Linked DNA regions of Mus musculus: all the other regions are linked to region 2. The links are chromatin contacts, called in public Hi-C and promoter capture Hi-C maps. All regions are on one chromosome and are shown on one strand. The core of a region is the stretch at or near the end of the contact, and the rest is flanking DNA. Distances in the headings are between cores, read along the strand shown.

Region 1 (4,236 bases), core at 1,564-4,063, 4.4 Mb after region 2:
GTAGGAGGACTAGGAGGGATCTTAAGAGTTAAAGGCTTGCCGAATGGAAGCTATGCTGTAGCTGTGAGGGTTTGGTGGGACTTAATGACTACCAAGAAGAGCCTGAGGGCAAAGAAAAGCCCCGAGGGCCCAGCATCCAAGGTGTCTGCCAGGCGTGACTAGTCACAGACTGGGGAGTTCAAGTGCTTTTAACATGACCGATCGGAACAAAGATGGCTTCATCAACAGAGAAAAGTTTCATCATATGCTTCCTTGTTGGAGAAAAAGTCCAGCTGATGAGCATCTTGACTGATGCTATGATTAGTGAGGCTTCGGGTTCCATCGAATTCTGACAATGTCTTCTGAGAAGTTAAACAGGACCCATTACGAAGTTTGGTACCCTTCAATGGGGTGACTCGATGGAGGAGCAGGAATGGTGTGAGAGATCCATTTATAGGACAGGGTGGATGAGCTGCAGAGAAAGGCACCTGTTGACAGAAAGGGAAACTTGATTACACTGGACTCATACACATCCTAAAGAGAGAGAGGCAAACGACAGAGAGGATGGAGGAGAGCCTCACATTCAGCTAGAAGCCAGAATATGACGAGACTTCTAGCTTCTTGGGAACCTGAGGTGGGAGGATCCTGTAAGATCTGGGAGAAGGCGAAGCCACATACAGAAACTCCATCTCAAAATAACAATAATAGCAACAGTTGTAACCAAATACTCCTAGCTACTACTTGGGGTGTTTATATTATAACACACACACACACACACACACACACACACACACACACACACACATTTACACATTTCTTTATGGTCAAGGACGATGAACCAAGTTACCTTGGTCACACCAATATACACTGTCACAGAGCAACATTTCCAGTCCTAGGTCTTCAGAGAAAGGCCTCACTGTGTAGCCCAGGCTACCCTCAGAGACTCTTGTCTTGGCCTTCTGAATGCTAGGATTACAGGGGTGTGCCATCACCCCTGGCTCCACAAGTTCCTTTCAACTAAACAGGTTTTGCTGTTCTTGTTTTAGCCTCAGACAGCTGGGTACATGTTATCTTTATAATAGGCATTTCTGTCATTTCCCAAATATAGGGTAACATGACGGTAGCCCTCCTCTCAAATCAGAGTCAATTTTGTTAAAGAAAGTTTTCAATTTGTTTCTGAACCCTAATCAATCTTTATATCTGAAGGGGAAAAAAAGCATTTAAAAACTTCTTGGGAGCCTGGTGAAGAGGGAGTTGGTTCTGATTTGGTCACCATTTTTTTTGTTTTTGGCCTTGGCTAGAGAGGATGTTAGAGTTCTGCCCTTGAGGTAGCTGGTGACATGTCACCAGGCTGTGATCTTCTGAACTAGATGTGGCAGAGCATGTCAGCAATGCCGGCACCCAGGAGGCGGAGGCTTGAGGAAGGTGAATTTGAGGTCAGCCCGAACAACACAGGAGGAATCTTGTTTTGAAAAATACTAACATAAGAATGGGGAAGCCATTTTTTATGGTGGGGGTTTGGGGATGTGGAGGGGTGGAGATAGAGGTAGAGAAATGGCTTAGTGGTTAAGAGTAGTAGTGACTGCTCTTCTAGAGGACCCAGGTTCAATTCCCAGGACCCACATGATAGCTCACAACTGTCTGTAACTCCAGTTCCAGGGGATCTGGGACTTTCACACAGACAAACATGCAGGCAAACCATATAAAATAAAAATAAAGACATCACTTTTAAAAGTGGGGAAGGGGTGGTTTGCATTAAGAAAATTGGTGGGCAGTTAGGTACAACAATTGATCACGACTGTGCCTTTTTGGGGTGCTAGAGATGGAATCCGTTGTCTCAGGCATGCTGAGGCTTTTCCAGGACACCACTCTAGTCCCCACTCCACTAAAAACCCAAACACTCCTCCTATCCCAGAAAAAACAAAACCAACCAACCAAAAACCCAGGGCTGTCGAGATGGCTCAGCTGGTAAAGGCACCTGCAGAGACCTCTCAGGCAGTGAGGAGGCAGGGCACATTGTATGGCAGCGCTGCGGGCCAGTGTGCGCAGGATGGCAGCCTCTCCCTGAGCCTTATACCCACATAGTGGAAGAAGAGAACCAACTCTTGAGAATAGGTCTCTGACCTCCACACAGAGACCTGTGAGGCACAGGACCACACACATAGTCATACAAAAAAAAAATGTGATTACAAATGTGTAAGAGTTACATATGTATATATGTGTGTGTGTGTATATATATATTCTCTCCTCTCCCCTTCCCAGTCTGTCTTGCTAGGTAGTTCAGGCTAGTACTCACCATATACTCCAGGCTCTCCTCCAACTTGCTGTCCTCCTGCCTCCAGAGCTCTGGGATTGCACACACGGCTAAGCCTCTTTTTTCATGAAAGTTCACAACACAGCCAAGCCCAAGAGTAGTCAGCACGTGAACAGCGTGCCCGAAGTCATGCTTATTGAATTACACTAATGTTTTGAAATAGATCACATGAATATTCCCGTTTTACACCCGAGGGAACTGATGGCTAAAGAGGTCAGAAGGCTAAGTACTGTTGGAATCACCATTTGAACATGGATTTGCTATCTCTGATTCAAAGCCCATGGTCTAGGGAAGAAACGTACTCTCAAAATTAGAAACAGAGAGTTCCCACCCTCGGGGCAACGGAAACCACAAGAAACCTGAAGTGGGTTGAGCATCTCTGACAATCTGCAGGCTCCCATGCACAGCCTAGCCAGCCCGCGGCCCGCTGCGCGACCTCCCGACACACGAGGGCGCTGTCGCAGCACGGCGGGAAACGAGCCGCCAGCTAGTGTCGCGAGATTCTTAAAGCCGGAAGGGCGAAAGAGCAAGGGTCACGTAGACGGCGCTCCCCGCCCGGCTCGCGTTAAGTTCTCGCGCGAGTTGTACTTCCGCCCTTTTGGCTCTCCGGTCGGCACCATGGCGGTCGGCAAGAACAAGCGCCTGACGAAAGGTGGCAAGAAGGGAGCTAAGAAGAAAGTGTGAGTGGCGGATCGCGCGGGTCCCCGGCCGTTGGGCTCCGCAGGAGTTGGTGGGCGGGTTCTGGGGTGCGGCGTGGGGCGGATGGTGAGGATGCGGGGTGGATTGCGCGGCGGTGCTGCGCTGCGCGGCTGGCGGGTGCGTCCCGGGCGGCCGCCTCTCCGCCACCCGGCCGGGTGTCGCGCGCCGCGTGTGATCTCCGCCCTGCGTCTCTAGCAGTCGCTCGCGTGTCGCGCGCGAACTGTGGGCTCCTGGGTTGCTGGAAGTCCGTGGCACTTTTTAACACCGCTCTACGTCAGTCACTCTGGCTGTCCATGTCGGGACCCCATGTCAACTTGTGTGCTGGGCTCTCGTGGGACCGACCTGGAGACCCGGGACACTTGTTTAGCAGCAGTTTGTGCTGTTGCGGACCAGTCACTGTCACAGGTCCCTGAGGTTCCAGGGCAGTGTGTATATAGTACTGCCTGTGTGATGGAGGAGTGGGGAAGGCATGGCTTCGAACTTACTGCTTTGTGCACTGGCAGACCAGCCGGCCTCGCAGACGTTCACCCCACGGGGAGGACGTCCGTCGTGTTAAGTGCAGGCCGATTGCAAGATCGTGCCTGGGAAACTGTTAACAGAAGTCTGAAGGATAAGAAGCGTTTAAAAGTGGTCGGGAGTGTTGTTACAATTTACAGAGAAACTTGAGGTTATTTTTCTCCCATCCAGGGTCGATCCATTTTCTAAGAAAGACTGGTACGATGTGAAAGCTCCAGCCATGTTCAATATTAGGAACATCGGGAAGACACTAGTCACGAGGACTCAAGGAACCAGTGAGTACTGTGGGCCCCTTTTGCTTTGTTCCTAAGCTGTGGCATGTGCATATTAACCGGCGCCTTGGTCAACTCTGATGGGGCGCTGGATTGAAATGTCAGCCCAGTGGTTGGAGGGCCTGGCATTGGGAGTGCTTGGTCTTAGTACAGATGTGGCAGCAATGAAGTGTTTGTACAGCTGTCCAAGAGAACGTTTAGGTGTTGGCAGTAAGCCACTGGTGTGAAGGTGGGTTTGGTTAACAAGTTAACAGGGTTTGTGGTTCTTTTTTAGAAATTGCCTCTGATGGCCTCAAGGGTCGTGTGTTTGAAGTGAGCCTTGCTGATCTACAGAATGATGAAGTTGCGTTTAGAAAATTCAAGCTAATCACTGAGGACGTTCAGGGCAAAAACTGTCTGACTAACTTCCATGGTATGGATCTTACCCGGGACAAAATGTGCTCCATGGTCAAGAAG
Region 2 (4,527 bases), core at 776-3,275:
CACCAGTCCCAGGTCACCAGTTCTTAACTCACCAGTCTTTAAGGTTGTAGAAGACTCCCATAATTAAATATCATTCTCTCACTTGCTCATTTCCACCTCCTCCTCCACCACCATGGTGGCTCTGACTTAGTGATAAACACTTCCATCCCCTTCTACAGGTCCAGAAGGATGCAGATGCTGTGGACAAGGTAATGAAGGAACTGGATGAAAACGGAGATGGGGAAGTGGACTTCAAGGAGTATGTTGTGCTGGTGGCTGCTCTCACAGTGGCTTGTAACAACTTCTTCTGGGAGACCAGTTGAGCACAGTCTGTGAGCAGTGCCCTTCCTCTCCCACTTGTCAAGATTTCCCCTTTAGCGTGCTTGCTCCTCACCCCACCTGTACCTCCCTATGTCCCCATCCTTGCCCAGTCTCGACGTGCACCAAGGGCACAAGAGTGGCAGTCCAGATCTGCCACTTGTTTTAATAAAGCCTTCTCTCTCACCAGCTATCAATGTCTGTACCCTCTGGGCATGGCTATGTGTGAAGTAAGGGGTGCTCACTCCCAACACCTTATCTTGTCAAGTTTACATTAGTTCCTTATTTAAGGAACACTCAAAACCCAGAAATGTAGGGGTCCGAAAATTTTAGCTGGAATCCAAGTGTCATTGGCTTCTCAAGGATTTGTATGAGTAATTGGTAATACCAGGACTTGAAGGATGAGGCAGGAAGATTTTGAGTTCCAAGCCAGCCCATACTACATAGCCAGAAACAGAAATAAACAAGCCATCAAAAAATGTGGGGCTGGTGAGATGGCTGAGTGGGTAAGAGTACCTGACTGCTCTTCCAAAGGTCCGGAGTTCAAATCCCAGCAACCACATGGTGGCTCACAACCATCCGTAACGAGATCTGGTGCCCTCTTCTAGTGTGTCTGAAGACATCTACAGTGTACTTACATATAATAAATAAATAAATCTTTTTTAAAAAATCTGAAGAAAGCTAGAAATGGTGGCACGTACCATAGTTAACACCAGCTCAGCACCTGGGACGTAAAAGGCAGGAGGATCTCTGTGAGTCCAAGCCCAGCCTGGTCTGTATAGAGAATTCTAGAACAGCCAGAACTACATTATAGAGACTCTGTCTCAAAAAAACTACCAGAGGCAGTGGTGACACACGCCTTTAATCCCAGCACTCGGGAGGCAGAGGCAGGCAGATTTCTGAGTTCAAGGCCAGCCTGGTCAACAGAGTGAGTTCCAGGACATCCAAGGCTACACAGAGAAACCCTGTCTCGGAAAAAAAAAAAAAAAAAAAAACAACAACAAAAAAACAAAACCAGAAAACAAAACCAAAAAACTACTAGAAGAACTTTTTCCCAAGCTTCATTCAGTGTTTATTGATGCCTCATCATTGCTAGACATTATGTAAGAACTAGGGATACATAAGTGGGGATACAGATTTGCTTTATTGGATTACTTGAGGTAAAAAGACCCACCCTAAAACTAGCCACATCTTCTAGAGGCAGTCCCTATAAAAGGATGTAGATGAGTCCAGTGTGGGTCTTAAATCCCAGTACTGGGAGGGGCGGGGTTAGGGGGGGTCAGGAGGTGGATCTTTGTGAGTTCGAAGCCAGTCTGGTCTACACAAAGGAAGCCTGCCTCAAAAAGAAACAGAAACTCTACAAATAGGTTTGAGGGCCTGAGCAAATTAGCCAGGTCTCAAGGTCCTAATAAAGACTTTTTACAGTTGTCTTTAGCTTGGGAATGGGAAATAAAAGGATACAAACACTGTTGCCAATCTAAGCTGCTATTTGCAAGCCAAAAATCCCACCAAAGTGGGGCATAAACTTGTCCAGAAGGTAGTCTAGAGGTACTTAGCGATTACGGCCACTGGCCACGCCCCCGAAGGCGGAGCACTACACGTAACTTAAGGGATCTTTGCCAAAGTCAGTGGGGATTCGCTGCGATTCTTGCGCTAGGCCAAAGGACCATGTTGCCACGCCCCTAGTTGCGCGCGCACTGACGCAAGCCCGTCGGCGCCATTTTAGCCGGTCACGCTGCACTGGTGGGCCCGGCGGCCATTTTGTTTTGGACACCAAGCGGGAGTTGGCGGCGCCGGCTCTGGGGGCCCAGACGAAAGGCAGGAAAGGGCAGGCTTGACGAGCGGGAGGATCGGTCAGCTAGATACTCAACCCACAACGAGGAAGCCTCACATCCTACCGTTTAAGCATCTAAGCCAACCGCCCAGCTAGTTAACCCGAGCGGCCCGCCGTCAGCTCAGGTTAGGCCGGCCTCCGGGCCGCCCGCCGCAGCCGTGGTGGCAACCCCGGGAGGAGCGCTGGCGTCCATCTCCTTCGGTGAGTTTCTGTGGAGAGGGCAGAGGTGGAGGGGCGCGGGGTCCGGGGCCCGGTGGCGTGGGTGGCAGGTGTGGACCGGGCTGAGGTGCGCAGAGGCCGGGGAGGGGGCGGAGCCGGGAGGCGGAGGCTAAGCCGGAACCGCGGCCAGCGAGCTGGGCCGCTAGCCGTGCGGGTGCTGCTTGTGGTTGGCGTGTCTGGTGCAGGTGCTGGTGCTGGTGGTGCTGGTCGTAGTGGTTTGGCCTCAAATCCAGTGTCTTGCTTACCTAGATAAGCGTCCTCCATCGGAGCCAAAGCCTCGCCCCAGAATAGCGTTTGATGGGGATAACCACGGAAATAGTCGCCTGATCAAAGTTGGAGTCCTGAGAGGCTTCGAGGTGGAGGTCAAATGAGGAGTACAGGAATTAGCGGCGGCTCTGGGTGTTCGATTTTGATTCTTTTTTTTTTTTTTTTTTTTTTTTTTGCGGCACCGAAGTTGAACCCAAAATCGTACTTTGGCTAAACTAGCGCCCCGAGTTAACATCTCCAGCTTTAAAAATAATAATAATCTTAGTTTGAAACAGGGTCTGTCAAATCACCCGGGCTCGCCTTGAGCTTGTGACCCCCTTGCCTCAGCCCCTCCCCAGTATATGCCACTACAGTTAAAATATTGTGGTGTGCTCTTAACAGAGCTCTCAGATTGAATACCCATTTAGAAAACCTCTTCTGTCTTTCCCCTGCCATGTCTAACTAGAGCTCCACCTGCATTTGGAGTTGAGAATCGATTTTGAAACTAGGCTTTTCTTTTTATTTTGGGTGTATGAGAGTCCGGTCCTCACAGTGTGACAATGTAACCCGTTACAGCCTCAGACTGTTACACCACTCCCCTGTTGCTGCTGGGAATTGAACTTCCCAGGGCTTCATCAGTGCTAAACAAGCACTCTACTGAGGAGCTATATTCCCAGCTCCTCCATTTCTCTAGATCCATGACCCTCAACTTTCTATAGACATGTAAGATGTACCTGGGTAGCACCCCCAATCCCAGTTGCTGTACCCCATCCTCATGGCCAGATTGTACTTTAATTGGTCTGGATCCAGGCATCAAGAATTTAGTTTAGTTTGGGAGGGACTTTTTCTTTTTTTTTTTTTTTTCAAACATTCCTCAGCTAAGTCACATACAGTCCAGGCTGAGAAGAACTATTGAAAGCCAAACTCCTAGGCTTTGGCTACATCTCATTCTGCTATTTTGGAGACTTTGGCAGATGTTCTCCATCCTGGAGCTTTGAAATTTTTATAACTATTGTATGGACGTAAGCCCCCACCTCACAGGGTTTCTCTTAGGTAGCCGTGGCTGTCCTGGAACTTGCTATGTAGACCTGGCTAGCCTCGAACTCAAAGGGAGCCACCTACCTCTGCTTCAGGAATGCTGTGACTAAAAGTGCACCACCACCACCACCTGGCAAACTTAAGATCTCATGATACCATCTTCAGAGTTAAAAATATAGGCCTTTAACAGATTTATGCCTTGCTTCTTGTGAAAATGCAAGCTTCATTATTTTGATTGACTCATGCATATTGTCCTTTGTAGATTCTCGGGATTTGAAGATGGCTGCACAGTCAGCGCCGAAAGTTGTGCTAAAAAGCACCACCAAGATGTCTCTAAATGAGCGGTGAGGCAGCCAACAGCAACTTCAGCTCCTTCCTAAGAAAACATTACTTAAATTGACCCTGGGGTCCAATACAAAAAAAGCCAGTTGTAAGCTAAATGACAGAAGGCTACAGACCTCTGTTCTTAATTGCATCTAATGTGGTACAAAACAAATTGGGCAGTTGTTTCAAAACCCCTTATCAGTAGATTTTTATATTAAGCTATCTGAAATATTTACCTGGTGGGATATATTTTTTAAAAGACTCCTCACACCCTCCCTTCAATTTTTTTTCCTAACATTGATACAGGGGTGGTGCAGCATGATGGTATGGTATATCCTGGCTGCAAGAGGCTTGCTGCCTAGTCCGAGGCCAGCAGTGTTGTGTCTGGCCTGTAAGAGGCAGGTAGCAAGCCGAGACTATGTCCAAAGGCCCCTGAATGGCATTCTTGGGCCTTGTAAGAGGCACTTGCTTTGCTCCATTTCACTTTCTTCCCATTCTGCTTTTTAGTTTGTTTTGTTTTGAAATCTTTCATCAGCTGTGTGTTTACTTCTATTAAACTTAATCATAAC
Region 3 (4,793 bases), core at 232-2,731, 3.0 Mb before region 2:
CAAACAACACTACTCTTAGACTGTCAGTGACAGTGCATAGGCAATGGGAGGAGGACTAAGGTAAATGAAATTTCAGGGAGTTATATGAACTCCTCCTTCCTGCTCCAACGTCGGGCATTATCGTTTGCAATTTGCTGAAACACACCGAAGGCAAGCTCTCTGACAGAGAGTTTCTACCTAATTTGAAGTATAACATGCAAAAATCCACTCCTGGAAGCTGAAACTGAAGCTTGGGGAATGGGGGGGGCGGGGGGGAGAGAGACAGACTTGGAATGGTTCTGCCAGTCTAATTACTGCCCTTCCAGGCAGCTCAGACAAGAAACCCCTCCTGCAGGTTGGTGGCCAGTTAGTTGTGACTCATTTCCTCTTGGAAAATGCCCTGGAAGATGGCACAGTTCCTCTTTTCCTTCAGGGAGCGATCTGTTCAAACCATCCACAGAGAATCAGCAACCAGCTAGGCCACACCCAAGGTCTCACAGCTGAGTCACAGGCCACAGATCACTAGGAGAATCCAGGAACCCTTTGTGCTAGCCCCACCCTGCAGAATGTGTCTGGCTTTCCTGGGGTGGGGGGTGGGGGTAGGAAAATGAGGGAGGTGGGTCCTGTGGATTTCAGAATGTGGATCCGGGCTCTGCTGGTCTGTCACATTTCTGTTTTGCTTGCCACCCACTCAGCAATTTCTCCAGAGTCCTCCCAGGCAGGGCTAGGAAAGAGGTCAGTCATTCCTGTTGCCAAGCTCAGGCCGTGAAGCAGGTACGTCCCTCTCACTGCACCACATGAAAATTAATCCCAGACTGAAGATTCTTCACCAAGCCTGCTCTCTCGTTCCATCTCTCTCTGGTTCCCTTTATTTAATCCGAGTAGCTAGAGGAACACTTGGTAGAGAGACAGAAAGTCCTACTTTAAAGATCCTTCCGAAGCAACCTGGAATTTGCACTGAGGCTAAGGCAACAAGCAGAGCAGGGTCCTTCAGAAAGGGAATCCTCCAGCTGCCAAGCCTCCAGTCCTCCCTGGCCAAAGCGGCTCAAACAGCCTGAGCTCTGCCTGTAGCCTGAAGCTTCATGGAACTGCCAACTAGGACAGAGCGCAAGCAGGTTCTGCTAAACTCCAGTTAACTCTAAGACTAGTTGCAAAGTAGAAAAGATGAGAATGAAGAACCACATGCCGAAAAGGAGAACAGAACAGCGGCTCCAACGCCAGGATGGGGTAGCTCCAGACAAGACTGGCCTCCGCCCCAGCGAGTCTGGGGGCATCCGAAGCAGTGTGCGAGCTGGAGGGGTGGCCCCACCCAGGCTCGCGGGGCGCGGCTCCTCGCGAAGCCTGGCTGGAGGCCGAAGCAAGCGGGTGTGGGGTTCCCAGAGGGCAGATATTAGGTGCGGGACTCACCTGGGCCCCGAAGCGCAGCAGTCCTTGGAAGAGCTGGGCACACCACGATGAGGCTAGTGCCGAAGACCGCGCGTCTTTGTACGCGAGGCGGGTACAGAGGGCGGAGGCGCCCCGGAGCGGGAGGAGCCTGGAGGGCAGGCATCTGCCCTCCCCACCCATCCCTCCCTTCCTGCCCCCCACCCCGCCCCACCAGCGCTCTCTCTCTCTCTCTCTCTCTCTCTCTCTCTCTCTCTCTCTCTCTCTCTCTCTCTCTCTCTCTCTCCTTCTCTCTCCAAAACACAAGGCAACACACACGCACACACACACCCTTCCCACTCTGCCAACAGACTAACTTTGCCCGTCCCCAGGGACAGCCCTATTGTAAACGTCCCTGCGGAAGAATGCTCTTAGTATTTCAGGGCATTCTCATCCAGGGCCGTGCCCTTCCTCTCAGGTTTGATTTTAGAAAGTGGGTGAGTGTAGAAATAAGAATCCAGCCGTCTCGGGAGGCACAATGGCCAGAACCAGAGCCAAGAGCCTCTGCGAGAACCTGCAGGGTTAGGAATAATTTCCTAGATAAGCAGGAGGAACGCTTCTACACCTAGCTTGCTCTAGGACCTGGTCTTGGGGTCGCCTGTGTTGAGTGCAGAAGCAAGGCCCCTGGGCTTCAGCCTAGCCTTGCCACCACTGAGTGGTGAGGATCAGGGCGTGTCCTAGTGCTTGTCAGCTTCAGGAGCTTCTTTGTTACAGGGTTCACCTTTCCTGGTACAGTTTGTGATTTTGCTTGGTCGATAGTTTCAGCTGTGGCCAATATTACTAAGATCTGTTTCGGAGCCCCCTTCTTGACTCTACTTGGCTCTAAAAAGCTCTTTGGAAGAAACTTCTGGAAGATATTTAGAGACGACTGAAGTGTATCCTAACTGACAACCACACCCTTCCCTGATACTTAACATTATTTGTGGTTTGGGATTAAATGCAGTTATTGGTGACACAGCCCAGTCCCTAGCACTGGGGTTTCCCCTGTTCCCAGGGGAAGTCCTAGAAAGGATGAGAGATTCCAAAGGGATAAACAGAATTAGGGAATTCTCTATGCGCCACCACGTGACAGTCTCGGCAGAGGTCAGGAAAATCCAACTTGGATCAGCTCTGTTTTCTCCAGGGTCTCTGAAACCTCAGTTCTGGCTCTTCAAAAGCAGTTTTTCCTTCCAAATCTTCCCACAGGCCTCCCCAGGTCGTCGCAGCTGTGGAGGAAATCTCAGGGAAAATGTGATCGAATTTAGAATACTCCTACTCACTGGTTTTCTGGGGCATGAGCCTTAGAATGTTTAGTTTGTGCTAGAGCCTGTTGATTCAGAGATGGGGAATCAGTTTCTTCTTTCAAAGAGCGCCGAGGTTTCTGAAGATATTGTAAACAATTCCCTATGGTTGATGAGCAGTACAAGAATGTTGGACAGGGGCTTCTAAGGCCCCATAGTGGGGCAACAGTCTGATTCACAGAGGAAGCAACATTTGATAAGAACTCAACAATTAATCATTGTGATTCTTTAATCTGAAAATCTATTATAACCTTTTGGGCAGGTATAGAGGTATAGAGGTGTCGGAGTGCTTTTTAAAAAGTTATTGTGTGTCTGTGCATGTGCCTCCATGTACATGTGTGCCAGAGCACATACGTGGCACTGTGAGAACAGTTTTCAGGAGTCAGTTCATTGGTGTGGAATTTGGAGCTAGAACTCAGGTCATCAGGCTTACACAAGAGCACCTTTACCCTCAGAAACCCCATTGACCCAAATACCACATTCCCTTTGTGGAGGGTTTGGAAAACAGCAGCTAAAACAATAATTATTTATAAATGTATGGACCAAATAATAACTATTTTCATGTATTTTGTTCTAGTCCTATACATATGGTTATATTGATTTTTTTATATTGATTTTTTTTTAGATTGACAGTATCCTCTTTTGTTCCTTAGTATTCATTCTCTCCCCACCCCTCAATATTTTTGAGGTGCCAGGCTTAATCGGGATTGAGCCCAGGTCTTCTCACATGCTAGGTAAGTCCTCTACTACTGAGTTCTATCTCTGGCCCACTTTTGCTTTTTCTGTGTCGCTGTTTATCAAGATCACCATGATCACTCACTCGTTTCCCCCCTTTTCGTTCCTTTAGTGATTTTTTTTTTCAATCTGCTAGCAAGGCTGTAGGATTCTGGAGTCCTAGTGGGTGCCGCCCCACAAAGATGCTGAGGGCACATGATGAACAGAGCCAGCAGGATAGACACTATAGCAAGTGCTCTCTCACTAACTCCCCATGAAGCTCCTTAGCTGCTCTGTGAACTGAAGGTCCATGAAACTTCAGCTCCACTGCTAAAGATGGGTGTGGTGAGGCATGTTTTTAATTCTTGCACTTGGGAGGCAAAAAAATTGTGCATTTGAGGCCAGCCTGGCCTATATAGTGAGACTGTCAAAAAAAAAAAAAAAATTAAAACCAAAACCTCTCTCTCCAGGAAAAATGTACCCAGCCAAGTTCTTTCTGCAGGAAATGGCTATGCCTTGTTAACCACATGGACAAAGTGAAACCAACCCTACTTCCCTACTAACAGTTGACTGGAGCAGAGACCAGTTCTGTAGGCTGTACAGATTTCTTCACGGTACAGGGCACAACACAGAGTACTACACAGAAGGAAACTGTAACTTCCAGGAGCCATGAACACTTCACCCCATCAATATCTCCGACAGATTGGTCCTAGACACAGAGAGAGCAGGCACTGGAGGAACAGGGCTGGGTGCAGTGTGGCCCCTGGAATAAAGAGGAAGTAACTTACAAGTTGTCCACCAGGCACCTTCCAGTGTGCAGAATGCTACCAGCAGGAGAGTTGCTTTACTGGCAATGCAACACTAGAGATTCTTCCACCTTCTCCAAGAGGCATAGTAATAAAATCCCAATACCAGTGCTCAATTTCTCTTCCACGGGGTAGAACTGTTTCTGGGAAATAGCCACTCAACCAAGGATTAATTTCCTAGCACCTCTTGCATCTGGCTGGGACTATGTGACTAGTCATCCCTGGAATGAGATTACAAGTCAGGTGAGTCATTTCCATATTCAGGCAGCAAAGGTGACTTCTCTATGTTTCTTCTTTATGTCTGCCAAGACTCCAAGGCTCTTGGGGTAGAAGAACCACAGCTGGGAAGAGCCTCGATCCCCAAATCAATACAAGGAAGAAAATTGCTTGTTGACCAAGAACCCATCGCTGGGCAAGTTGGGCTGAGGAGGGGGATAAAAAAAAGCCCCAAGAATTAGGGTCTTTTGCTACAACATAACCCGAGTAAATGGAGTAACATTCTTTTGAGTGCTAGTATTTTGGGCAGCACAGGGTCATTGACCAATCTGTCCTAGATACTGATAGGGTGAAGTATTCATAGCTCCTGGAAGTT
Region 4 (4,805 bases), core at 1,986-4,485, 4.7 Mb before region 2:
CCCTCCAAAGATAGAGGCTCACAGTTGCTTCTCACAGAAAGAATAGTGCACAAAGACCACCAACAGGGTGAAGACCAGTGAGTACTGGGACCAAGGAAGAAGGGGGCCAAAAGGACTTGGGGTGAGACTGTGAGAGAAAACCAAACAGTGACAGAAATGAACAGTTAGGGGTGCTGCTGACTTCAGCTCCCCTTTCCCTTGTCTAGGGCAGCAGGGGAGGGGCGTGCAAGTGCCTCTGAAGAGGAAATAGTGGTTTTTTGTTCTCACAAACAAGGCCTCCGCCCTGTCCCTCCCTTTACTCTTACCTTGCCCCAACACCTACACTTTGTTGAAGGACCACCTAGCTCCAAAGAGACGAGCTGTAGTAATGTGGACCTCAGCAAATTCTTCTGAAGAGAGGGACTGCTTCCTTCTGGCTCCACTGCCTTTGTTCCCTCTTACTTGCCCCAGATGAAGCTCAGCCACCCCTCCCAGAGATCAGCTAATACCTGCCCTTGTCTTTCCCGAAAGCTAGGCAGACTGTGGACACCTCCCCGTGGCCCACCCGTGGCCCTTGCTCCATGTCTTGTAGGGGTAACTCGAAGAGTAGCTTTCTGCTCTGAGGAATCAGTTTCCAGCCTCCCCACCCTTTTACACATGTCCTATCGTGTGCAGCTCCTGCCTCACACCCCAGAGGGCCTGCTTAGGCCTCCCTTCATCTTCCCCTCATGCTCTGACCTGTGTCTCCCACTCTGCTCCCCACCACCTCGAAGCTCCACCAGTGAACCAGACACAGGAACTTTCCAGTAGCACTTGTGTCCAAGGAAGAACTTTCTCCCCTTTCACTGCTGCCAGGGGTTACGGCCCAGCTGAGTTTCCTTGTGTGAACTGCACTTCCCTCTCCTATAGTACAGACCAGCTCTGGGAGGTAGCACAGCTCATGAATATTAAACATTAGCATGAATAAGAATGGACCTTTCCCTCCAGGCTTGAGGCTGGAAGCCTAGCCTTCCAGTAGCCTAGACAGACCAAAAAAAAAAAAAAAAACCAACAAAAAACCGAGTTCAATTTGTTTTTTGGACATTTTTCTTTGTTGTTTTGTAGCAGCCTTGAGATGAGATCACTCAAACAGTGGAATAAGGCTTCTAGGGTAGGAAAGAACCCAAGAGTCTGGACTCTCTTTCACTTCCTTTCCCACCCCTGGAAGGGAGGAGTAATGAGACTGAAGTCCAGAGCACAGCTGCCCTGAGAGGGGAGGCTTGGTCAGTGGGAAAGTCAGTCACAAGGCTCATCAAGATGGTGGCAGGTGGTAAGGCTTGGGGGAAATGGAGAAAACAATAAAGAATCAGAGGAAACCCCTAACACTACCAGATAGTCCAGACTGAGGCAGGGCTCTACCAACGTCCTCCACCCTGCCCCAAGCGAGCCGAGCCGGCGGCGTGGTCAGGGGTGGCCGATGCTGGAAGCGGGAAGGAGGAGGGAGAGGAAAGGGGGCCGAGGAGGGAACAAGGACAGTTCTGTTTCTCTTCCAGGGACCTGACCAAGCTGGGTGGAGGGAAAGTGTGTGTGGGACTTGGCGTGAAACCACCAATGATGATGAGAAGTGACCAGGAAATTCCATTCCCTTAGGACATTAGGGTCTCTGAAACTTGGAGGCCCGTGTCAGAGTGTGAAGACCAGCCAGGGTCACTGTGGTAGTGCGGGAGTTGGGGGTGGGGTGGGGTGGGGTGGGGGGGGGGGGAGGAGGAACAAAGCCAGAAAAGGAAGTACTAAGCTTTGGCTGTCACTCCTCTTCAAAGCAGCCAACGAATGGGCTGGGAACAAATAAAGCCTGAGCTGGCTAGCTGGGGAGGGTGGGATGCTGAATCCATGGCCCACTACTTCATCCCCACAGTAAAAAGGAAGCCAGGAGGGATCAGGGACAAAAGCGCAGAAAGCCACATCCTTGACAGGAGGGCCCCTCTCACTTCCACCAGAAACCCAGAACTTGAAATGACAAACCCTAAACCACCGTCATCGTCCCGGTGGGCCTTACACACTTCAGAGCTGTAGAGGGGCGAGCAGGAGAGAGGTGGGGAGGAAGGATGTACACAGGTAGTTCCCCGAGCCTGTGGTAGCCCCAAACCGGTTCTCCCGGTCCCGCTGCCTCCGGCCCCAAGGCCTCCCTCTCCAACCCGCTGTCTGACAAGCCTTCACAAGAAGCAAGAAGCAGCTGGAGAGAAAGAGACTTGAGAATCGTGTGGGCAAATTCTGGCTATAAGCCCGGGGATGCAGCTGGTCCCTGTGTGGAGACCCTCCAAACATAGCGGGCTGCTGAGGGACTCCCAAGAGAGGAATGGGCCCCATTTTCAAACAAGTTACAGATATTTGTCCGAGCACCAACCCTGCCCTAACCCCAGGGAAGGGCTGGGGATACTTAAAAGTTAACAGAAGGAGATCCTAATTTCTTCCCCTCCCCCAATATTCTCCGTCAGACTCCAGCTCCGTCCCCCACCCACTGCGACCCAGGATGGGAACTTCGATGAATTGTACTGGCTCTGTCAATGTTCTCCGTGGCTGCTTCACTCTGGCTTAGACCTTCCGGGGCCCAGCACCACTTCGGATTCTCTAGCACAGCAGATCTCTCAGGTTAGAGGGCCGGCGAGGAGCCCCTGTCGCTTCGCACCTTCCACCCGGCCCCACGCTGCAGTCGCCGCTTCCCTGCCTCTCCGTGGCTTGCGCCGCCCGCGCGTGTACTGTGATCGCGACCTCCCCGCTGCCCTGCCCTCCCCTCCCCGCCGCCCGCGCGCAGCCCGGCTCGCCCGGCGCTCTTACCTGCGGCTCCCCGGCGTCCCCACTGCGGGCGGGGGCTCCGCCACTCCGGGTCCCCTGGCTGCTTCTCGGCACGGCGGGGAGTTGAGGGCGGGCCGGCAGAGGTGGGGCTGGCGGAGGGCGGAAACGCCGGCGACGCGATTACGAAACCCAGGGGCTGAGAGCGGAGCGCAGCGCTCCGCCCAGCTTCGGGGCGCACGGCGTGGCCCGCGGGGACAGCGGCAAGCACCGCGCTCGGGGACAACCGCGGCACCCCAACTGTCTGTGCTAGTCTGTCCACCTGCTGCAGGCGCTGAGAGGACGATGCGCTGGGGCCCTTTCTGAGTCTCCCAAAGTCCCCTTTAGTCCTTACAGTGGGAAAGGAGGGCCATTCTGTTGTTTAACCGGAAGACTTTTTAACCCATACATCTAAGTTAGAGGACAATTAACTGCTCAGCCATGCGCTCCAGTCAGCACGAGGGTACTTGGAGAGGTGGGGGTGCGGTGCGAGCCGACGGAGAGGCTCTACGGTGGATAGCGTGTTCCGGAACCTATCCCTCGAATTAGCCGAGTCAGGCAGAGAGGGGGCGGGGAGTGCTTCCGCCCTTGCTAGGAGGGGCTGCATTGCAGGGGAGACCCAGCGGCAGATTCTGTCACAGACGAGGGAGAAGGCGTGAGGAGACAAAGCCGTCACATCCGCGACAGCTTCCTTCAGCAGCCTCCTCCTCTCCAGTCCAGAGCCGACCCCCGAGCCCCTGAGGCATCCCTTCCGTCTTCGGAACACCCTAGTCATTCATTGCTAACAGGTAACCAAGACGAGGGACCGCTTCTTAAGCTTGAAAGACCCCGTGTGAGACCGAGGTGGGGGGCAGTTTAAGAGGAGAGAAGGGGGCGCTATGAACAATGGGTTACTATTCGTTACCAGATTTTTTATCTGTTAAGATCTCCATCCATGCCTTACCATGGACCTAGGCATTCATTTCTAGCACTTTACCTGTAATCATCTCTCGGCATTTAGCTCTTCATTTCATGTATTCATTTTCCTATAATTTTTGCCCTGTGCATCTAATGGCTTCTGTCTAGTGTCTAGTTATCTATATCTTCCTTTTCAAGCTATAATTTCTGCTACCAGTTATTTGGTGAATCTTTATTCCTACTGTAATTATTGTAGCCTCTACTCCCTTGTATTTCTATCCCCCTCGATTTTCTGTCTCTTGTAGGGAGGTTTGGGGAGTAGGGTACTTTTTTTTTTTTTTAAACATGAGATGCTATTGAGAGTGATTGGAACCTTTAACAATCTCCTCCCTATCTCAGATTTTTGCTCCAAAGAGGCTTTAGGTGGGACAGGTGGGAGCCATTGTGGGATTGCCCGATGGCATGCTGCAATCAGTGTAGCTCACAGGAACTACTTATGACAGCAGATTTGTCTTTGCAGCTCCTCCTAGAAAAAGGGGAGGATTGTGGCTAATAGGAAAATCCTAGAGCAACATGAGAAATACCAGGAAGCCTCCATTTTCATCCACCACCATCCCTCCTTAGACTGCATGGTGGCAGCATGACACAGCAAGGCCCTGTGGATTAGGCCTTGAATGCTCTTGGGGGGATCTGGACAAAGGGTATTTGGGTGTGTCCAGGTAGTTTAAAGAAAGTGTATCTTTTAAATGTGTGTATCTACTAATCATTTTATCTCTAAGAATAGACAATGAAAATTTAGAAGTTACTCTGCATAAAATAACTGGGTGGCATTTACTGAGCAAATATGTCAATTTTCACCATCCAGAGCCCTTAGGATAAGCAAAAATAGATAAAATGATGGGTGAAGAGCATTTAGGGAAAGAAAGGGGACGATAGCTGAAGAGCAGCCGGTCTTTTTTATTTTAATGCCACATATGCCTTTATGTCTGTTTTCTGGGACAAATTTGAGTCTCTCTGTACATGTCGATAGGTCAATGGTATAGCTAGAGATTTTCAGCCTTTTAATATCTCACACATTTTCTTTTAAATTGTTTTTGTTTTATATTCGTTCATGGTCTTGG
Region 5 (4,459 bases), core at 1,242-3,741, 4.4 Mb before region 2:
GCCCCGGCCACCGAGTCTTCGGGCCTTGATGTCAGGGAAGATCTCTCTGATGATTTTACCGAAGTTGGCTGTGCTGAGCGGGCGGCAACAGGCGAGGCTCTCGCAGTACTTTCTGAGTGAGCAGAAGGGAGAGTGACAAGGTATTCAGAGAGGGCAACTGGTGGATTCAAGGGGCACACTCCAGCAAGGTGTGCCTTCTGTACGCACCGATAGGCATCATAGACGCTCTGCTTTGGCAGGCAGGTATCCATGTGCTCTTCCAGGTGGTTGCGGATCCACCTATAGGCATACATATACTCCTCATTGCTGAGCAGACTTGGCTCTGAGCTGTAAGACAAGCCAAAGGGGCAAGCATGGCTTTGATGGTGCCAGATCGAATCAGTTTGTCCCAGATCCACCTTTCCCTGATAAATCGAGCCAAAGGCCTCACTTCTTGATAAAGGTTCTGAGCTATGCATCTCCTACTTCTTCTTTATAACTTTTTTAAAAAGATTCTCATTTGTTATGAGTGTTGTGCCTGCATATGTGCATGTGCACGACACGGAGGTCAGAGAGTGGTGTCGGATTTCCAGAAACTGAGAGTTATGGATGGTTGTGAGCCACCATGTGGGTACTGGGAACACAACCCGGGTCCTCTGCCAAGGGCAGCCAGTGTGCTTAACCCCTGAGCCATCCCTCCAGCCTCCTCGTCCTCATCTCCTACTTTTTGACTCAATACAGTGAGACTCAAAATCAGAACCTGTGACATATAAACACTACCACCAAAGTACCTCTTCTCGCCAACGCTGGGCCCCGATGGGAGCTGAAGGTAGAGGTACAGCTTGTCGTTGTCCGAGAATTTCTGTACTTCTTGCTGAGGCAGAAGGGAACAGAGGTGGAGAAATGAAGCCACGGGTCCAGTGAATGATCTTCTGAGCTCGACCATACCAGCTGACTCGATGTCAGGTTGTCAGAATGAAAGGGGACCTAAGAAATGACTTGAGGTTGGGTGCTCACTGTGCTGGCAACCTTATGGGCTTGTCATGGAGAGAACGGGAGAAAGGGCAAGGGGCTGGGTCTGATTTCATCTCCTACATAGGTCACAGAAGGATAAAGTATGATCCTCACACGTGGACAGCACCGCCTCTCCCCCATGAACCTTTATTCTCTCACATCAACATCACCCTTACCCTTCAGCGATGGCACCTGTATTGTCCCTTCCCAGCATGCTTACCAGAATTCCCTCTACTTTGTTCTGCACGGCCTTGCTGTGGAGAAGAAGAGAAAGCTGGAGGTCACAAGGTTTCCCCATCCCTTTGTCTGACTGCTAGAGACAGAAAAAGGACCAAACAGCTACGGACCACAGACCTCAGCCTGCCTGCTCTGAAACACTTGCCTGAGGAAGGAGTGCAGGGCAACAAGGATCTACAGCTGGGTCTGGAACAGGGTTTGGAGACAGAGACAATTACTTACGAAATGGTACCTCGGAGCCTTTGGAGGAGGGTGGTAGGTTCTCCAGCGTCAGCACCACCTTGGGGCCTTGCCCCAGTCTTGGGGCTCTTAGCATCAGGTTTATCTTCTGCCATCCCAGCATGAGGGCTACAGCTGAGAGAGGAGATCGCTGAGGATTTAACTACTACCAAGCTTCCTTTCTCCTAGAGACCCCAAGGCAGTCCTCCTGTCTCTACCCAGAAATACAAACAGAAGCAAAGCTTCCTCCAGTGGTTTTCCACACCACTTGCCTTCTCTAAAATTAGAATTATTCTGTTACTTTATCAGGCCCTTGTATACCCAAAGAGATCTCTGACATCTCCATTCTATATGTCCCACCTTTTGAAGTCTCCCAAATCTGGAAAACTGTTATGGGAAGGGATAGGGGTGGAGAAGTCCACGTTAAAAGAAATCTTACAATTTCTCCCAGTGCTGCAACACCTCCAGCCCCCCCCCCCCCAAGCCCCTCCAGCCGCCCCCCCTCAACACCTATAACGACAAGTCAAAGTTCTCCGATCCTCTAATAGACTCCTCGCCATTGATTTTGCCTGGAAGGTCGGAAGGGATACAAACATACTCGGCCTTTCCAGGTTTGAAAAAAACTGGGCCCAAGTTCTCATTACTGAGTCTCGCCACGGCTTCCCCCGCTGCCCCCCTCGCCGCGGCGCGGACCCTACGTCATCCCACGACATCCCACTCCGAAGCGTCCCCACTCCCCTCGGGCCCCTCCACCCCAACCCCAGGTGCTGGGCTAGGTCTCCGAACTCAGGGGGCTGGGCGCAGGAAACCCTGCGGGGAACAGGGTCCCAGATTCGGGCACGTGCGCAGGGGCAAGGAGCTGGTCCTGCTAGCTCCGGAGTGCTGTTGCCCCTCCTACCTCGGAACCGTCGCCTTCCAGCACGGACATTAGATAGGTGAGAGAGAAAGAGAAACTACCCTGTGGCTACCTCAGCTCCTGCCCAGCCCCACGGTGCCCAGCCGGCGGGCTCGTGCGTTGCTTTTATTTTTCCTTTTTCTGAATGGTTATGCCAGCCGCGATCTGCCTGGATACACGCACGGCCTGCTCTGTGATTGGCCGTTGCTGCCTCCAAGACGAAGGCAGTGAAAGTCTGCCTGGTAACAGAATATGATTGGTCGAGAGGGGAGGGAAAATCCAAAGTTAGTCTTATTTGAGTCAAGAGGGGGAAGTCCAGGTTGGTTTCGGTTAAAACTGGGGTCGGTTAGGTCTGCGGGCCCGGAAAGGGTTCTGTTCTTAAAGGGACCGCAGGATGAAAGCCCGGGCGCTTGGCTGCTTCTGGAGCATCTGGTCTTTTGCTTTCTGATCCTGTGCGTTGTAAAATCAGCGAGAAGAGGATAAGGGATCGACCGCGGGCTTTACTTGGGAAGATTTACGTAGATGCCGTCTAGGATCCAAGAACCACAGACAGGAGTTACAGGGTAGGAAAGTGATTGGCTAGTTGTAGCTGGGGAATAAGATGAGTTAAAAATGTAAGAAGGTTTGATTAAAAAAAAGCCAAACAACTCTATTACTGGGGCGTCGATAAGGACGTGGAAAGCACGAATCTATAAAAGCAAGTTACTTTGGTTGTGAGAACCAAATTTCTTAGGTTTCAGGAACTCTGTTTAAACAAAATTGGGGAGCTTTACAAAATGGAATGGCCACAGATAGCTACCATGTTTGATTGTTGCCTTTGGTTGTCAGAGCTGTCCGAAATAATCAGTAGGTGATATTTTTAAATTTTTGCTAGAAAATGATGTCTACTGATGGAAATTCGTTATAAAGTCCTGTAACTTTAATAAAATAAAATAACACAAGTTGAACCATTCGTCCTTCCCTCTTTGCTTACCCATCCCTGTGGCCAACAGCCTCTAGGATTGCAGGCTTCCCCTCATTCCACAAAGAATCTGCAAATCCTTAGCAGCTGTACCACATTAAGAGAAAATGTTTTTTTCTCTGTTGTTAGCCGTGGTATCGCCATTTTATAAAGTGCCTCCGTTCTAGTTAAGCCAAAGCTAATGCCAACTCATTTTCCAGATTTCTCCTCACCCTACCCCTCCTACCTGGGTAAACCACAGGAGATGTTTATTGGTTGCCTGACCCTGTCTGTCTCGCTACCCATAGCAACTGCTGACACAAAAGGAAATGGTATGGTCCTTCCACTTTAGACACTTGGCCCCACCCCCTCTGCAGGTATGCTCTAGAATAAAGCCTGTCTGTTGAGCCTCTAGTCCTCCTCTGTATTTTCTCCTTGCCCACCTTTGCCTATTCATGTTTCCGTTTCCTGGGTGTACTTCATCTCCTTCCTAGGGGGCACACTCCTGGAGTTCCCTGCTTGGTGGTGAACACTGGAATTTTGGTCAAGTAGAGGAAAAAAGAATTTAGTACTGTGATAACTTTTCCCTTCAGGTGCTTAACCCTCTTTGTTAAGATTTGTTGAAATCGTGATGAAAAATGCACGGGCAAGCTTTTGTACCTCTCTCAAGTGTTCGTGGTCCCCGGGTCAACAGTCTTGTCACAGCAGAGATGTGACACCCAAGTCATATTTCCAGTTCTGACTGGTGTGCTTCTGTAAAGGAGGGGGGAAGATGGAGGTGCTCGTGGTCTGTCCCCACACCCGGACTGAGACCCCCATTTCCCCTACCGTGAGAAGTGGACATGAATCTTTCCTTTGGAAGAGGTAATGAGTTCAAACAAGTTCTCTTTAAAGGAATCTGTAAAGAAAGATGCCATTGGACAGACCCCCTCCAGTCAGTCTTTTCCTAGAGATAATCTGCTCAAGGTTGCTCTCTGAGTTGAAGTCATTTCCTGTGCTAAAAGTCACACTTTGCTAATACTGTGCTGCTTGAGGGTACCCAACCAAGACCTGAGGCAGCCTCCTGACCACGCAGAACGAGGCACAGGACCTCTAGGTTGGCAGGCCTGGGCTGTATAAGGAAGGGACCCAAAGTTGGGTAGGGGAGTAAGCCAGGAAGCACCTCTCCTCTGTGG
Region 6 (4,973 bases), core at 391-2,890, 4.3 Mb before region 2:
CTGAGTTCATCCCCCAAGGAAGAAAAGTTGATGGTGGATGACTCAGGCTCCCATTTCTCCCCACCCGTGCTTTAATGTTGGATAACTACTCTATTTCTATCTTCTATAAATACACTAAATACAGTCTAAGGGGTACCCAGGAGAATTCAATTACCTTCACTTTACTAGTATTGGGGCCAATTCATCAGTCTGTCCGTTTGATTGTTTAGTTGTTTATTTTTAAGATCTCTTTTCCAGACCACTCTTTGGTGTAAAAGTAACCTGACCCAGAAGGGACACCACCTCTGCAATAGGTCGCCCAAACCGCACATATTTCCTCTCTCTCTCTCTCTCTCTCTCTCTCTCTCTCTCTCTCTCTCTCTCTCTCTCTCTCGCTCTCTCTCCCCCTCTCTCTCCCTCTCTCTCCCTCCCTCCTTGTTCCTCCTTAAGGGCTGTATCCCTCATAGAAGGCTTCTCATGGAATGCGGAGACCTAGCAACCCAGCTACAGAACAGGTAGGTGGACTTTCCCCTCCAGGGTCCACGCCCAGCATCTGAAGGCTGGGGGAGGGGAAGGGAATGATCTCCAGCTAACGCCACAGAAATGCTGGCTGTAGGGAAGATTCCTCTTCAAATCTAAATATATTACAATAAATATTTACTGAACAAATAAAGGAGAGAACTATTCAGAGGCCAGCAAGGTAAGCTAAGCCAATCTTCTTTTAACATACCTCAGCGATTGACACTAGGAGCCAGCTTTAATGTTACCTGCCTCAGTCTGCACGCAAAGCACCCCAGAGTCTTTTCGGTGTAGTGGGACCAAAAGCCCTACTTGACAGGCTTTCAGAAAAGATGGATTTACAATCTGTAGTTGAGCTCCTTTCTGCTTATAAAGCTTATTCTGATGCGTGTAAATTTACAGCACTCGGTTCCCAAGTCATTCATTCTACACATTTTATTAAGAGCCAACTATGTGCTGACCTCTGTTATAGGCGTTTGAGATGAAGCGTACAAAACAAAAGAAAATGAAGATCTCGGCTCTGGCCGAGATTTTCATAGGGAGATAAAATGAAAATGATTTTTAGGGTGATGTAAATTGGGTGATTACATCTTCCAAAGAAAAAGGGTGCAAAATGATTATGGAGGCCAGGAGCCCGAGGATGAGAATCCACGACTGAGATTTTGGTTCGGATTGCCGATAAGGCAGGCGAGCAGAGATGCAGAACGCGCTGACATCGGGAGACTACGAAGAAATTTTCTGCGGAAAGCGACAGAACTGTATTCTGGCTTATGCGGAGGCAGATGAAGGGCAGAAAGGGCTGTGAACCGAGATTTGCTTTGAGAAGAGCACGAGGAAGGCACTTCCCACAGAACCCAGGGGATGCTCTGGCGCTAAGCTACGCGGGTCCGCAGAGCCCCGACGCCCCCAAAATGGCCTCTTAGGTCCCCCGGTGCCCCGCCCTCGCCCCACCAGTCCACGTGACCCCACCGCCCCTCCCGTCCACCGGGCTGGGGACCCCGGTTCTGGGTTCCCGCGGTGTCTGCTCCGCCCCTTGCGGGAAACTGACCAATAGAAGAAGGGGTGAGGCGGGGCGGGAGGTGACGGCCAATGGGGCGGAGCTCCTGGGGAGTAACAGGTTGGTGGGCGGGGGAAAGGAGGGAGCTCAGAGCTCGGAGGGGCTGGGCTGCAGCAGCGCGTGTAGCTCGGCTGGTCGGAGCGCGATCCCCTGCGGGGTGTGTGAATCCGGGAGCACTGATCTGGACCGGGGTGAGTGAATCTGTCTGGAGCGAGGACACCTGCGATGCGAGTGGGTCCTCAGGAGTATGCTCGAGGGCCGGAGTAGAGGCATCAAATGCCCTCCTCCTGGGCACAGGTGCTGAGTTTAGCAGGAAGGGCGGTCAGAGTGCGGTGGCAGAGCTAAGAGCTAACCCCTACTCCACGGTGTCAGAAGCGAGTGGCTGGGAAGGTGCCAGGTGTGAGGCACCTGAGGGTTAGGTTATTCCCAGGGCATGCATGCATTTCAGCGCTACAATCTCTGGAGGTCAGGCGCCAGCCCTTGGGGCAGAATTTCTCTTGGAGACCAGCATGGGGGCGGGGGAGGGTTCATCCTATTGGAGCAAATGGAAGTGCCGCCAGAGGTTCAGAGACTGAAGTGGTGATATCCGCATGTGCTGGTTTTGGGGGTAACTACCCCCTCCCCGCCCCCGTCAGTCCTTACTGGTCTCTGACACTCTCCTTCTGGCTTTGGAAATGCTGAGGTGTGGGGTCATTCCCTGACCATTTGCCTACAGGTGAAAGCAGTTGCCAGTAAGACACTAAGGTCAGAATACGAGGGCACCCATCTCTTTCCTAGGTGTGAGATTATTTAAGGCTGTTTCTTTCTTTGCTTTCATGCCAGGGAAATTTTTTCCTTCTTCCTCTAGAAAGAACTGTGTGTATTCTACAAGAGAGGGGAATGGGAATGGAGAAGCATAAATCCCTCGACCCACATACTAGCTGAAAATGTTTGCTTTCTCGGGGATGTGAAACGAGGATTGATACTGGGTTTCATATGGCCCATGCTGGCCTTGAATTTGCCATAGCCCATGCTGGACTTGAACTTGCTGTACAGCTGAGGCTGACCTTGAACTGGTGGGCTGCCTTCCGCTCCCAGTGCCTGGATTACAGGTTCATATCACCACACCCACCTAGAAATAGTCTTCTTTCTTGAGGCTGATGTAAAAATTTTTCCTTCCAGCAAATACATATTTCCTTCTTTTTTTCTGTTACAAAGTAGTCTCTTTGTATATTTTTTAAAAAGATTTATTTATTTATTTATTTTATGTATATGAGTATACTGTAGCTGTACAGAAGGTTGTGAGCCACCATGTGGTTGCTGGGATTTGAACTCAGGACCTTTGGAAGAACAGTCTTAACCGCTGAGCCATCTCTCCAGCCCTATATTTCCTTCTTTTTCTCTAGTTCTAGATTGGGGGACACTGGTGAGATCTGGAAGTGCAGCTAATTTCCTTGACCCTTCCCAGAATCCTCTTGATTCCCTGAAATCCTAGTTGGCATCCTTGATTCACGATCTTTGATAGACTAGAGTACTTACTAGTGGTGCAGAAACATAGGCAGAACTCCCTAGGAGACCAAAAGACTAGGGGACTTACACCTCCACATTCCCAGGCCACAGACGAGGTATACGTTGGGCACCAGACAACTTCTGAGGTGAATTTCCTTGCCGTAGGCAGCGGTGAAGCAGAGTCAACCTTAGCTTGGCCCCTTTGATGCTCTGTCTGAAGACAGTTGCTGTAATTGGGAAATAATTAGCAACCGCTATGTTTGTAGACAAAGCTGCCTACGTGTTCCTTTCATCCTGGGTATTTGGGAGTATGGGTCTTGCTCTGGGGCCTGCCCATTCAGAGATTTGCCTGATTCTAAGAGGATTCTGGCTTCCTGTGGTTCTCAGGCTGGCTTGCCTGCCTTTACCCTTGTGGGAGAAGAGGGGGGTAGAGCTGCTTCTCTTTGTACCAGGGAGGGGAGAACCAAGGACCTGGGAGCTGACAGAGGTAAGTGGAAGACCAGGAATGCCACTTTGGGAACTTGAGAGGGAGTGGTGGAGGGAGACAAAGTTCCTGTCACACTCTGGCTTGTCACCAAGTTCTTTGTGCATCTGTAACTCCTGTCTCCTCCTCCCCACCTCCCGCCACCTCCTCCAGAGGAGCCTCGGCCTTGGCATATAGGCAGGACAGAGCTTCCACTCTTGGTCTTGTTCCTCTGCCTTTGGTGGGAACCTCTCTGGTCTGCTTTGCAAGGTTCCAACGTAGCCTTCCCGGCCCTCCCTTCTCTTTGCCTCTCAAACCAGTCCAGCGAGTTTGTAAGGGCCCAGTTCTTCATTGTGTTTTTTTACCCCCACTGGCCAAGCAGCTCTAGTTTGGCTCTCAGGTTTCTGCTTTTTCAGTGACTATGGTCTAGAGTCCACTTGGGGAGTTCTGTTTGGGCCTAAAGGAGCCTTCTTATCAAATGATAATGTCACTGAGCGTTCCGTTTTTATTTTGATCATTTATTTGCTTTCTTGTTACCACTGAGATTGCTGTTTTGTTTTGTTGTTGTTTGTTTTGCTTTTTTTTTTTTTTCAGTTTTTTTACTTTCTAAATGTTCCAGTTATTCAGTATCCAGCATATCTATTCAGTATCCAGCATACCGCCTGGCCCTGTGTCTATCAGCCCTTCCTCCATACACCTGAAACCGCCCCACCCCCAACCCCCACCTACTTCCTGCTAGAAGTCCAGGGACCCTGTCACTCCTAGTTGGAAGCCAGATGCGTATGGCTGGGCCAGAGGTGATGGAATTGGGGCAGGGCAGGCTAATGAGTAACTCAGGAAGAAGTGGCTGTCTGGTACAGGTGTAGTGTCCTTTCTCCCTGTGTTCAGGCAGAAATGGCAGAGGCAGACAGATGGCGCTGAATTAACGTCTGTCCTGGGCTTTTCCCAGAGTACAGTTGGTGAGAAATGCCCTGGGCATGTGCCAGGGAGGGAAAAGAGGGTCAGGCAGGCATCTGGTGAGAGCCCAAGCCCTGGACTTCACATTGTTGGTCTTGATCATTGTTTACCTGCCTAGAGCTTATGCAAGGCCTCAGAGCTGCCCTGTTCTCTTGGCCCCACCCCACTGTCCTCTGTAACTGAAGGCGGGTAGGTTTCGGGTTTTCCATGTTGAATCATTTAGAGCTCTATTTTCTGACCCACCCTAAAGATCTCTCAGTCCTGTCCCCTGACCCAAAGGTCGTGGAACGGATAGTGATTGAGGCTGGGGGAAGGGGGTCTTTGGAACCTAGGGGAATCATGGGTAGCACCCAGGCATTGTCTGGCCCTCTGGCCCAAAGGGTTGGGCACTTTGCTGTGCCTACACAGGAGCTCCATGACCTGATCTGGAAGATCTGCAGATATCCTGACAGGGCAGAACTTTATCATGAATAAATCATGTGATTCTTGAGAGCTGGCAGTTTAGGTACA

What was found. Promoter capture Hi-C pulls out the DNA fragments that hold promoters and counts their contacts. A called contact is a pair of places that touch in the nucleus more often than the background predicts.
Region 1: a promoter capture Hi-C map of pre-B cells shows a contact between it and region 2, with 5 times the contacts expected there. The contact joins the promoter of Rps3a1 here to the promoter of Chtop in region 2. A contact is called at or near these places in 2 of 39 promoter capture datasets (liver and pre-B cells).
Region 3: a contact with region 2 is called in a promoter capture Hi-C map of cranial neural crest. The contact joins the promoter of S100a10 here to the promoter of Chtop in region 2. A contact is called at or near these places in 2 of 39 promoter capture datasets (cranial neural crest and embryonic stem cells).
Region 4: a Hi-C map of B cells shows a contact between it and region 2, with 5 read pairs. The contact joins the promoter of Cdc42se1 here to the promoter of Chtop in region 2. A contact is called at or near these places in 1 of 39 promoter capture datasets (cranial neural crest) and 1 of 484 Hi-C or Micro-C datasets (B cells).
Region 5: a Hi-C map of B cells shows a contact between it and region 2, with 6 read pairs. The contact joins the promoter of Rfx5 here to the promoter of Chtop in region 2. A contact is called at or near these places in 6 of 39 promoter capture datasets (cranial neural crest, frontonasal cranial neural crest, liver and 3 more) and 1 of 484 Hi-C or Micro-C datasets (B cells).
Region 6: a promoter capture Hi-C map of pre-B cells shows a contact between it and region 2. The contact joins the promoter of Cgn here to the promoter of Chtop in region 2. A contact is called at or near these places in 3 of 39 promoter capture datasets (cranial neural crest, maxillary cranial neural crest and pre-B cells).

Annotation. Positions count from the first base shown.
Region 1 is chr3:86,141,245-86,145,480 of GRCm38.p6, reverse strand. Rps3a1 (ribosomal protein S3A1) reads left to right here and starts at 2,813. Exons shown (of 6, transcript NM_016959.4): 1 at 2,813-2,973; 2 at 3,680-3,783; 3 at 4,055-4,236. The coding sequence starts at 2,912.
Region 2 is chr3:90,506,996-90,511,522 of GRCm38.p6, reverse strand. Chtop (chromatin target of PRMT1) reads left to right here and starts at 2,025. Exons shown (of 6, transcript NM_001293776.1): 1 at 2,025-2,332; 2 at 3,897-3,978. The coding sequence starts at 3,914. S100a1 (S100 calcium binding protein A1) reads left to right here. Exons shown (of 3, transcript NM_011309.3): 3 at 159-489. The coding sequence ends at 302.
Region 3 is chr3:93,551,805-93,556,597 of GRCm38.p6, reverse strand. S100a10 (S100 calcium binding protein A10 (calpactin)) reads right to left here and starts at 1,481. Exons shown (of 3, transcript NM_009112.2): 1 at 1,387-1,481.
Region 4 is chr3:95,226,854-95,231,658 of GRCm38.p6, reverse strand. It overlaps Cdc42se1 (CDC42 small effector 1), which reads right to left and starts at 3,235. Exons shown (of 5, transcript NM_172395.3): 1 at 2,794-3,235. Mllt11 (myeloid/lymphoid or mixed-lineage leukemia; translocated to, 11) reads left to right here and starts at 2,982. Exons shown (of 2, transcript NM_019914.4): 1 at 2,982-3,575.
Region 5 is chr3:94,952,140-94,956,598 of GRCm38.p6, reverse strand. Rfx5 (regulatory factor X, 5 (influences HLA class II expression)) reads right to left here and starts at 2,491. Exons shown (of 10, transcript NM_017395.3): 1 at 2,348-2,491; 2 at 1,453-1,584; 3 at 1,214-1,247; 4 at 771-853; 5 at 208-327; 6 at 1-112. The coding sequence starts at 1,565.
Region 6 is chr3:94,783,149-94,788,121 of GRCm38.p6, reverse strand. Cgn (cingulin) reads left to right here and starts at 1,640. Exons shown (of 21, transcript NM_001037711.3): 1 at 1,640-1,746.